Linked DNA regions of Mus musculus: all the other regions are linked to region 2. The links are chromatin contacts, called in public HiChIP or PLAC-seq maps. All regions are on one chromosome and are shown on one strand. The core of a region is the stretch at or near the end of the contact, and the rest is flanking DNA. Distances in the headings are between cores, read along the strand shown. Region 1 holds the start of Rhno1 (RAD9-HUS1-RAD1 interacting nuclear orphan 1). Region 2 overlaps Tead4 (TEA domain family member 4). Region 3 overlaps Tspan9 (tetraspanin 9).

Region 1 (3,792 bases), core at 818-3,317, 140 kb before region 2:
GCCAAAGGAATACATGAGTCATCTACAAGAATGTGGAAATGCCTGCCATTGTGTACTAGAAGGCAAGTCACTTGCAATGACTGGGGAGAGGGATGAGAGACGATGGGTCGGGTGGACAGGAGGCTATTAGGAGTCCTGACAATACTTTTGATTCTGCAGTCCTTTCTGTGACAACGCCTTGGCCAGTTTACATCTTTGCAGGTCACAGGGTCAGTGCATACAGAGGCAGAGGCAGGAGGCCCTATTGCCACAACACTGGTGAGATCAACCACTAGTCTGCAAGATCCCAGACAAAAGGGGGGGACTTCCGTACTGATGGCTCACAGCAATGTGTGTAGACTGTGCAGTCTCATTTATTCCAAAGTTTTCAGTACTGTGACTGAACTCAGGGCTACACATACAGTAGGCAAGGACTCTACTCTACTCCTGAGCTATACCCTATGGCCCTTTTCCATCAGTCTCAAATAATGCAGGGGACCTTAAACTTCTGATTCTCCTGCCTCCACCTGTTAGAATCACAGGTGCAGCTACAATACCAGGTTTATGTGGTGGTAGGGATTGAACCCGGGGCCTTGTGAATGCTTGTAAGTGTTCTACAATAAAAACCCCAATCCTTTTGAATTGGGAAAAAAAAAAAAAGATTTTCAAGAGCTTCCATTAACCACTGAGCCATCTCCCCAGCCCCATTACATTAATTTTTTTTTTAAAGTGTGTTTTTCTTCTTTCAAAATTTGCAAAGCATTTGCACAATGATATTTTGGTACCTGAAAGTAACTATATTTTAGTGGGATTTTTTTGTTTTTTGTTTTGTTTTGTTTTGTTTTTGAGACAGGGTTTCTCTGTGTAGCCCTGGTTGGTCTGCAACTCAGAAATCTGCCTGCCTCTGCCTCCCAAGTGCTGGGATTAAAGGCATGCGCCACCACTGCCTGGCAATATTTTAGTTTTGTGAGTATAATACTCTATATACCTTGATCTTCTGCTTCAAAAGTAAGATTGTAATACTGATCTCCTTCATACTAAGATGTGCCATCATTAATAAGCTTAAGGTGGCTTTTATATTTGAGACAGAATCGCCTGTAGTCCAGGCTGGCTTTGAACTGCTGAGCCTCTGGCCTCTAATTTTCTAGTTGCTGAGATTACAGTCACTCACCACTATGCCTGGCTATGCTAAAGTGGTTTTGAAACGCTAAGGAAGGAAGTCTTTAGAAAAAGCATTCCTATGGATTTTTTTATAGGTAGATAGAATAATTTATCATTAAGTTAAATCCTGTCACTTTTGCAATCCTGTGAGAAACAGAGAAAGCAGCTGTCGCTTTAGGACACCTGCCAAAGAAGGGATTACACTCTTTTGACGTTTGCCAGCTGCTTAAGAGTTCTCAGGTCCCTTCCACCCTGCAGCTCTCTTCATACTCCGTTCTCTCGACCTTCAAATCTCAGTTTTCGTTTTCCTTCCCATTGCACCCCACCCCAATCAGATGTTAGACACCCCCCCCCACCACCACAGGGGCTCTCTTTGACCAGCCTTTCCCTAACACTCCCAATATCTTCTAGCGGAAGGAGACTTGCAGAGCCACCCCACGACCCCATTATTCTCCACACTCAACAGGGAACCTTGCAACCAACACTCAGCCAGGATCCCGCCCTGCAGCGGTGGAGGCGGAGGCAGGGTTGACTGCAAATGCAGACTCCGAGGGCAGGCCTGTTCCCAGGGTCCGGGGATGCTCGGAGAACACGGCGGCGGCAAGGCCGAGGCCGGAGGCTCAGACCTTCTTCCCGGCGGTGCCCAACACCCCCTCGCGCCCCACAGCCCCGGCAGTGCCGACTCCGAGCCCTCCCTGGACCCGGCCGCACCCCACTCACCTCACAGGCCGCGTCTGCTCCACGCGGGGCCGAGCCGGGCCCGGGCGGCGGGTCCCGGCGGGACGGCCGGGGTGGGAGCCCGGGGCGGGGTGACGGGGGAGCCCGGGCCGGGGGTGGGTCCCGCAGCGCCGCTTTCAGTTGTTCCGCTGTTTGAAATTGGCGCCGGCGGAGCGTTGCGGTCACGTGACGGAGCGTCGCCAATCGGCACCGGCTTGTCTCCGGGTTCCGGCCCCGAACGCTCGGTGTCCTGAGGAGCGGCGGCCGCGGCCGGGAGGGCGGGTAAGGCGGCCCCGGCGGGGCTCGAGGGGCGGCGGGAGGGACGCGGGGACGCGCGGACGGCGGCCAGCAGCCTGCTCCGCCCCGCCCCGGACCGCCCTGCCTCAGTGGTCGACTTCCTTCCGGGACAGCGTACGCCACTTCCCCGGGCTGGCTACCCACTCGGTTACCCCTGGGTCCCCCGCCCCGCTCAGTCCACGCGGCTCCGTGGGGTCCGGCTTGGGTTTCTGGCCCTAGACTTGCGGTTACGTGGCTCCGCCCCGCTCCGGTCTGTGGCCGCCTCCTCCCGGGCCCCAGCCCCCGAGGTGTCCGGACGATCGTTTATTCCCTCGAAGTACTTTACGATAAGAGCGGAGGATACAGCGGCGGACCCGGGCGTCCTCCCCCTGGCCTCAGCGTCTGATGGCGAGGGAGCACAGAATGAGATGAACAGATCGGTAGAATTCTAGCTACAGAGGAACAAGTTAGAGGCCGGTGGGTTTTGTCTGACACAAGGTTGTGTAGAATTCTGGATCCTCGTGTTTCCGCCTTCGGAGTAGCCGGGGTCACTGGCTCGCCCTCCCGCAGCCTCCTGTGATAACTTTGTTTATTTTAATGAGATCTTGACTTAGGACAGTAAAGCCGTTCTTTCTTTCTTTCCTTTTTTTTTTTTTAAAGGAGCTGAGAACGCGGTGTAAGATCTGTTACCCATTACACAGAAGAGAGGGAAACCCTGAAGTAAATAGAGAAGGGAGAGCTGCTTTGACCGGGAGGAGGCCTGCTGAATACAAAGGCCTAAGATGTAGTGAGTGTGGTATGCTATGAGACAGGAGGCAGGGTCTTCGCCTTTCTGAATTTTGTTCTTATTTAATATTTGAAGGAACCCGGTTAGAAGTTGTAAGCAGCTAGGTATGTGGCACGTACCAATAATCCTGGTGTGAGACAAAAGGGCCTCACATTAGTCTAGTCTGGGCTACATAATAAGACTGTGTTTGAAGAGTGAGCAGAGTGTGGTGGTGCACACCTTTAATTCCAGCACCCAGGAGGCAGAGGCAGGCAGATCTCTGAATTCCAGGCCAGCCAGGTCTACATTGCCAGCCCCAGGCTAGCCAAGGCTACATAACAAGACTCTATCTCAAAGATTAATAAAAATAGGCAAAGGCTGAGCAGAAACGAGCCAAAACCTGACTTCGATTTTGTTTGGGTAAGAGATTATATAGCTAAAACTGAGATGGGATGTGGCCCTATTTCCTATTTCATGGATTGTGGATTGATTGACTAAAAGCAAACTGAGCCGGAGAATTCACCTGCTTCCTGTCTGCTAAGGTGATGTGCCCAGCTGCTGTCAAGTTCCCGCTGCTGAGACTCCTCAACACTGTACCCTGGATCTGTGAGCCAGAGCAGGCCCTTCTTTCCTTAACTTGCCTTCCCAGTGGGGCCAGCCTGTGATCCCATCATGTGGGAGGTGGAGACTACATAGTGCATTTGAAGCCAGGGGAGGCTATGCGAGACCCTGTCTCACAAAAGCCAAAATAATTCTATGAGGGCTGGTCTATAGCCAAGAGGTACAGTTACTGCCTAATGTGCTGAGGCCTGAGGTTCAGTCTGAAAGCCAAAAAGAATATATTCAAAACCATGCAAAGTCGGGATTGCTGGATGCTAAGTACATGCGACTTA
Region 2 (3,900 bases), core at 1,154-3,653:
AGCACTGACGAGGGAGGGTGTCTGTAAAGTACCCGGGTCTTGCGGTGCCAGTTAAATAATCTAATCCTCAGCCCCATTGCTTCTCTCACTCTGGAGGGCCTGGATCTGTCTCTCTGCTGCCCTCTCAAGGCTTTCTGGTGTCTGCTTTCCCCAGTTGGAGCCAGTTCTAATAGTCTGGAGCCTCAGGAAGAAAGATACAACCTGGGCATGTTTGTGTGTATCCAGGACTCAGGGATGCATCTGTGAGGATGCAGAAATGGGCAGGGCAGCATTGTGGTGATGCTACAGAGGTGAGGGACAAGGGCTCTGGAGTCAGTCTAGCCTGACTTTGGTGTGCAACCTTTAAAAAAAAAATGTTGTGGTGCCTCAGTTTCCCCATCTGTAAAATGGGTATAACATTCACCTACCTCGTGTATGGACAGTGCCTCACACAGTGCTGAGCACATCCACATGTTCAATAAATATGCATTGGTACTAACCGTGAGAACTTCAACTCCAGCTAAGAACCCTGGCTGGAGAGCTATATGCACTAGGGTGGGGTGGTCCCTACAGTAACTGCCTGTCACAGAGAGGAGGAATCCGAGGGTCTCAGGGAAGAGGTAGTCCTTGAGGGAACAGGTTATGAGAGGAAGGTGGCTAATATTTATTGATGTTATTTCTGTGGTTTTTGGTGTTGGGGCCAAGGTTTGACACAGGCTAAGTGACTATGCCAGAAGTATGCAAATAGGCATATGGAAGGAGGTTGGCTGCATCTCAGATGAGGAAGACGGACAAGCCGCCCAGTCTTTCTGTAGCCCCAAATTCCTTCTCCTTAACTCAGAGCAATTTAACCCATATGCTGCTCCCTACCGTGTTAGGATGGTGGCTAGACCCAGGCCTCCTCCCTTCCTACTGCACTATGTAAAGGTCCTGCTATCAAACAGGGCCAGGGTCCCAGAAAGACTACTGCATCCCTGACCTTGTGACCAGGATTCACCAGTCCACGTGCAGGCCTATGTTTGCAGCCCTTCCCTCCCCCCCACCCCCCAACATCCTAGCCCTGGCCTCCTCCCCTGCTTATGCCGCCCAGGAGCAGAGCTCCTGCAAGCCCCAGCCTCAGACATTTCAGACTTCGATGTATGTAGTCAGCCTTTTTGGAACATGAAGGGTATAACCTTTTCCTATTGGAAGCAGGTCCGTTCAGATGTTCGGTCCCAGTGTGGGTCCTAAGTTTTTCCTGTGTTAACTGACCTCAGTGGCCTAATGGAAAGTCACCATATAAGACTGTCTTACTGCCTCTCCATTCAAGTTAACATGGCACTTGACTTAGGGAACCTCACTTATCCTGCCAAGCTGGTACTGTGCTGAAACCATTTGTCTTTTTTAGGTGAGATCTTCCTCTCTTGCCTGGGCTATTGATTCCAGTGATCCTCCTGCCTCAGCTTCCTGGGACTACAGGTGTTCCTCACTGTGCCCTGCTTTCCTATTTTAAAGACTGAAAAAACAAGGCCCAGAGAGCTTTGGGAAGTTGCTTAGGTTGTTGGTTGTATTTTTTTCATTTGTTTTGTGAGTGGTTGTTTGACTTCTGAGGTGTGGCAGACTCTGGGAATGCGTCCATGATCAGAATAGACAGGGTGGCTAGGAGTTTACTTTGGACTGAGGGGAGGGCAGTGACTGGAAACCAGTTAAGGAGACTTGTAGGTAGTGGGAAGTGCTGGGTGTGTGTGTGTGTGTGTGTGTGTGTGTGTGTGTGTGTGTGTGTGTGTGTACCCAAGGTCAGCTTCACTTTAAGGGAGGCTGTTGAGGTCTGACCTCTGCACTGACCACTGTAGAGAAGACAAGTGGATCGGAAGGAACATTCCGAGGGAGAATGGAGAGGCCTGGAGACAGGGAGGGGATGGGTGTGCCCCAGGGGTGTGCTGACTGACAGAGGTTGGACATACTGCCAGCGAACAGGCCAGGTAGGAAGGCAGGCAGCTCAGTCCTGTGGCCCCTGTGTTCCCTGTGTGGATGTGCACTTTGGAATGCTCTCAGGATGGTGGCAAGGCCTGGAGGTGTAGCAAGGGAACACATTCCTTTGATGCTATATTTAGAAATGAGCTCTAGAGCATTTGGTTTGTACAGAGGAGCAGGTGGAACTGTTGCTCCTGAGCCCATCTAGCCTGCTCCCCTGGGTGTCTGGGGCTGGAAACTTTTCTGGGTCTGCATCGCTTGGCAGCCAGGCTAAAGGCAAAAGAGAGTGAACCAGGCATGACCAGTGTCATTGGGTCTGTGAGATGACCAAGAGTCCCCAGAGTCCTGGGGATAGAGAGCCCTCCATCTTGGGAGTGGAAACCTTATGGTGTGTTATCTAGTTAGCAGGAAATGTTAGAGACAGGTGAAAATGTAGGGACAGGTGAAAGGTCTGTTGCCTCACAGGGTCTGACACTGATGGAGCAGATTGTGTCAACAATGTGTCACAGGAATGGAAAGAATGTGCCCTGAGTCCACCTCCCCACCCCACCCCACCCCAAAAAAACCCCATAAAACCAAAAATCAAATAAATGAATAAACACACACACACACACACACACACACACACACACACACACACAGAGAGAGAGAGAGAGAGAGAGAGAGAGAGAGAGAGAGAGAGAGCTTGTCTATGTATATGTGTAAGTGGCTGTGTCCTAGTCCTCTTCCATAGGCCTTGTGTCCCTAGTCTATGCACACTCAGTCTTTCCCAGGCTGGGGGTTGAGTCAGATGGCAGAGGTTGGAGGACTGAGGGAAGGCAGTGACTGTGGGCCAGTATAACACCTCTCTGGCCACCAGGCCAGAACAGTGGGAGCTGCCTCCAGGGTTGCTACCCAGGGGCCACCTGGGTCTGACCCCTGCTGAAAACCTGCTAGAGCTATGGTTGCAGGGTTCGGTGGCACCTTGGACAACCTATCTAACAGATCAGAAGGAAAACTACCTTTCCCCCCAAAGACTTGACTGTGTAGAATGTAGCTAACTAATATGCCCAGCCAGGCACCTGGCTGCACAGCTATAATTCCCTCTGCCCCCCAACTCCCAGGAGAAGAACGAGATCATCATGGACTACACAGTGAAGCCTAATCTCTGAAATAAATTTCTTTAAAAAGTGTCTGGAACTTGGCTTTTGTACATACACTTAGTGAATTAGAAAGGGCACAGGTATGTGTGTGCCTTCCTAGAGAGCCAGAGCCCAGGCCACGGGAATGGTGGCTTTTATTATTATTTTTTTTTTACACTCACAGATGTCTAATATTCAATTTTAAGGTTTTTGTAATTTTTTTTCTATGTAAGCCCCCTTCATCTCTTCAAATCCTCAGTAAAGTCTGCTACAAACACAGATATCTGCGCTCGTGTGATTTCTTTGTACAGAAATGGAGTTCTGTGCCTGTTACGGAGCACCCAGACCAGGAGTGCCCATAGGGCAGGTGCACACTGGAGCACACAGACCAGCGGTGCGCACAGGGCAGGTGAGCACTGGGACAGGGCCTGCTGAGCAGAGCCTATGGGAACAGGACCCGAACTCAGTGCTGAAGGAGTTAGAATACTCTTGAAAAGGGCGTCCTAGGAGGCTGGCTGTGGTTCCACAGCACTACTGGGCATCTTACTCAGCTCAACTGCTCTACTGTTCTAAATTGAACTGGTTTGGGGTTCACAGAGGTCTGATGCAGAAGCCCCGCCTGTACCTGCTGCATCTCCCACTCCCGGTCCTGAGCAGGGTTTGGGGAGGCCTTGCCTGGATGACTGCGCCTGCCCTCAGTGGACACCTTCCTCCCTGTACCAGACTCTGGAAGGACAGCAGATTCTTATTTGGGTTGGGAGTTGGGGACATGACTGAGAGGAGAGTTGGGGCTGAGAAGAGAAGCTGTGGTCAGCCCTGTGCTGAGACGTGGTGTGTATAGGGAAGG
Region 3 (3,480 bases), core at 430-2,929, 230 kb after region 2:
GGTTCTAGCCCTCCCCAGATGGTATGGGGTAGACAGATCCCAGGAGCAGAGAGGCAGCTGGTGGCATGGCTGTCCCTTCCCAGAAGCCACCAGGCAGTGTGTGCTTTGGGAGGAGTGCTGGCAAGTCCCTCTCACCGCTGCACCCGACCCTGTGCCGCAGGCAGACAGTCAACATCGGTGGCAGTGGGGCCCTCCAGATGGTGAGCCCCCCAGCAGCCCCCTGAAGGGGACCATGTGGCTGATAGTCTCTTTAGTCACACTTTGAAAGCCAAATGATGAGAAAGGACCAGCAGGAGCCAGGTCCCACGGACGCCAACAGCGCAGAAGGCAAGCATGTGGTCCACTAGATTTGTACCACCAGGACCTTCTTCCCGCCAGTTGGGAGCCCTAAGGGTCTTCCTTTCCAGGGCTCTGTTCCTCATTCCTTTGGAGGGCTGTGAGCCCAGCCTGGCCTCGCAGCAGGAAGCCCTGAGCTCCAGTGACACCAAACACTCATTTCTACTCTGCACCTCGGTTCCTCCATTCTGGGTATCCCTGACTTCTAGAGGCCACACTGCTCTTAGAAGAAGCCATAGGATGTTCATGCTGTAGAGTAATTTCTGTATAGACGCTAAGAGATCCTGAGATGAAGAGATGAAGACACTGCCAGCGTCCTTAGGTACCACTCCACTCCCCTCCATCCCCAGGAGGTCCTATGCCTTTGTTTCCTGCTGGCAGCGCCTGGTTCTGGAACTCTTCAACACTCTGATTGGGCCATCCTTGAGCTGCCAGGCAGGCAAGCAAGCAAGCAAGCACGCAAGCAGACGCCTGGACCAAAGCACATTTCTTGCACCTGCCAGTTTGGTAGAGTGATCTGGAAGATGCCAGGCTCATTTCTGCCTCTCAGGGCTTGGCCAAGGGAGGTGCAGAGGCCAGGGAGGATGTCCTTAGAGCAGTTCCTGGGCCTCCATCCTCAAAGTAGAAAGGGAGCATTGACTTCTGCCACAGGAGAGAAATAGTTTTCAGTTTTCTTTTTCTCAAAGCATTTGCGTGTTCCAGCAGTGGAGCAAGGGACATTGGGTCCCAGCCTAGCTGAGGTGGAGGGACGTGGAGAAAGGTGGGGTATGATGTATCCTCAACTTGCCACACGAGCTCAGAACACCTCCCTGGGCCATGGTGACCTGTAAATTGAGCAGGGTGGGAAAGGGCCATCTGCTGGTTCTCCCATGATGGGTGTGTCCACGCTCCCTTCATAGAGCCTGTGCCATCAGCATGGTGACAAGCCTCTTGCCTTCATGAAAAGCCGGCTTGCCCTTTGCTTGTGTTCAGATGGTGTTGGCTGGCTTCGTGAGAAGCCTGAGGTTATATTTTGAGATCCGCTAGGCAGGGTTGTGTGGTTCTTCTCGTTGTCCGTGGTTGTGCACACTTTGATCCAGTCCCCCACCACAGTAGAGTCGCCCCGTGGCTCACGTCTACAGCTTTCTTGAGGGTGTCTGGTGTGTTTCCTGTATGAAATGATTTCCTGTTCCTGTCAGAGCACCCAGAACTGAGAACCTCTGACCTTCTCTCTGTCAGCCATGTGCTGTGCATCCAAGATTGTCCCGCTGGTTAGAGAAGCCAGGAGCTCTGTCTCATCCCTGCTCTGTCACCCAGGCCAGCTTGCTCATGCTGAGGCCAGCTTGTTGGCAGTCAAATACACTGTCTTAAGAGGGTGGATCAAGGACCATATCTGTGACTCAGAGCCTTTCCTGGTGCCATGACATAGCCCTTGAGGTATGTGAAGCTGGGCTCTTAGCCTTCCGTGCCTGCTGTAACCTTCCAGGTCTGGGGAATACCCAGGTTGATAACAGTGCATGTTAGGCTGCCCAGGAGAAGGGGCCTGGGCCTGGGAGTAGCGTTGGGGAGAAAGCAGGAGAAAGCTGTTCACACCTGAACTTTTCTCTTCTCTCCTTCCCCCTCCTACGTCTGGGCTTTGGGGGTCATCTTAGATCTAGGTGCAGAACTAGTACATACCTGTGCCTGGGCTAACTTCCAGAGCCCAGGGGGTAGAGATGAGAAAAAAAATGTTCTGTGTGAGGGTCCCTGGTTGTAAGAAAGAGGAGGGGACAGGCTGGTTGTGAGTAACTGATCTTGAATGATGGACAGGCTCGAGATAAAGGAAAGGATGTTGGTTCTTTCTTTGCTTTATTCTTTTCTTCTTAGGGATTTTTTGAGACAAGGTCTCAGTACGTAGCCCAAACTTGACTTGAATTCAATTCCCTTCTGCCTCAGTTTTCTAAGTGCTGGGATCATAGGTGTGTACCACCACGCCAGCAGGAAGTCGGTGCTTAAAAAAATAAAAGTTCACATCTGAATATAAATCTAATGTGTAAGGAAGAACTGAGGGGGATAAATCAGTGGACATTAAAATCCTCCTCTCCACCCCCCCCCCCGCCACCCCCAATTCTGTTCTCCTGAGCGAGCCGCTGCTCACTTGTTGGTGTTAATAGAGATGTGAAGGAGATTCTTCAGTTACAAAGGACACTAGCTTAAAAGATGGGGACCCCGGGCAGTGATTTTTCATATACCCCAGGAGTCCTGGGTCAGTCAGCACCACACATAGTCTCAGAGTACAGAGGTGGGTGAGCCGGGGAACCAATGGTAGAATACAGAAATGCAGAGTAAGAGGTGGCTGGGGCCAGAGCAGCTCCTGTCCAGAAAGAGAGCCCTGGGCTTTCCTTAGACCCCCTAATGGCAGGGCCCCCTGCTTAGCTAACACGTTGATTTGCTCTGGTCTCTGGGCAAGAGAAGTTAAGTCATTTCTTGCCTCATAGGTTTTATCGCTTGGTCCCTGTTCTGTCCTCTGGGCTTCATGGAGGATGCACAGCCTCCGCAAACTGCTGCCTCGTTCACACACCTAAAACCCACCCACAAGGCTGATGGATCAGTAAGTGTAGTCCTTGCCACACAAGCCTGAGACCCTGAGCCGTGCTGCCCAGCACTCATGTGCAAAGTACAGTGAGACACTTTGTGGTTTTGACCCAAGCACCAAGAGTCTGGGACAGGACCAGCCAGCCTAGCCAGATCAGTGACCTCCAGCTTCCGAGTGACCCTGCTTCAGAAAATAAAGTGGGGTGCAATCGAGAAAGATGTGCAAGATGGCTCTCTAGCCTCTACTACTCAGACACACACATACAACCCCGCCTCTTGTTCCTTGCCGTACCTCCATGCTTTCAGGCCTGCCACTCGGATTCCCACATGGGCACTATTATCCCTGTGCCCTCTAGGGCCGGTCCGGTGTGACTGGAGAGGGCGGGGCTGCTGGCTAGGCTTTCGGAGCAGGTGAGGCGTAGTACCCTGTTAGAGGGTATGCGGTGGCAGCAAGAAAGGGAAGCCCATTCCAGGCCGAGGAATGGCAAGCAGGCAGGAATGTTTATCCACGGCAGGTGCACACTGTGAGCTTCTGCTGGGGCCAGGAGAAACCCCAGCCCCCTGGGCTCCCCCCTAGTCCCATGCCCTTAT

What was found. HiChIP or PLAC-seq counts read pairs in DNA pulled down with a chosen protein or histone mark.
Region 1: a FOXA1 HiChIP or PLAC-seq map of pancreatic cancer cells shows a contact between it and region 2. The contact joins the promoter of Rhno1 here to the enhancer-like site in region 2. A contact is called at or near these places in 9 of 39 promoter capture datasets (the 3T3-L1 cell line, 3T3-L1-derived adipocytes, the HPC-7 cell line and 4 more), 1 of 15 datasets of contacts at CTCF or cohesin (embryonic stem cells), 48 of 484 Hi-C or Micro-C datasets (B cells, the HL-1 cell line, LSK cells and 26 more), 23 of 115 datasets of contacts at active chromatin or transcription factors (T-cell acute lymphoblastic leukemia, astrocytes, craniofacial prominence and 12 more) and 4 of 9 other capture datasets (adipose tissue, embryonic stem cells, liver and 1 more).
Region 3: a FOXA1 HiChIP or PLAC-seq map of pancreatic cancer cells shows a contact between it and region 2. The contact joins two enhancer-like sites. A contact is called at or near these places in 1 of 115 datasets of contacts at active chromatin or transcription factors (pancreatic cancer cells) and 1 of 9 other capture datasets (embryonic stem cells).

What each region holds. Positions count from the first base shown.
Region 1 is chr6:128,361,186-128,364,977 of GRCm38.p6, reverse strand. Rhno1 (RAD9-HUS1-RAD1 interacting nuclear orphan 1) reads left to right here and starts at 2,067. Exons shown (of 3, transcript NM_001326585.1): 1 at 2,067-2,139. Foxm1 (forkhead box M1) reads right to left here and starts at 1,984. Exons shown (of 8, transcript NM_008021.4): 1 at 1,861-1,984.
Region 2 is chr6:128,223,719-128,227,618 of GRCm38.p6, reverse strand. It overlaps Tead4 (TEA domain family member 4), which reads left to right. Exons shown (of 12, transcript NM_011567.2): 12 at 1-476. Among named protein-coding and RNA genes, the nearest start is that of 9330102E08Rik, 42 kb to the right of the region's middle. Within about 2 kb of position 2,403, at least 31 of the 459 cell types and tissues checked have an H3K27ac peak or open chromatin away from gene starts, as enhancers often do. A contact at or near this core is called in extraembryonic endoderm stem cells, pancreatic cancer cells and trophoblast stem cells, where this site is marked.
Region 3 is chr6:127,989,945-127,993,424 of GRCm38.p6, reverse strand. All of the region lies in intron 1 of Tspan9 (tetraspanin 9), which reads left to right. Among named protein-coding and RNA genes, the nearest start is that of Tspan9, 43 kb to the left of the region's middle. Within about 2 kb of position 1,679, at least 117 of the 459 cell types and tissues checked have an H3K27ac peak or open chromatin away from gene starts, as enhancers often do. A contact at or near this core is called in pancreatic cancer cells, where this site is marked.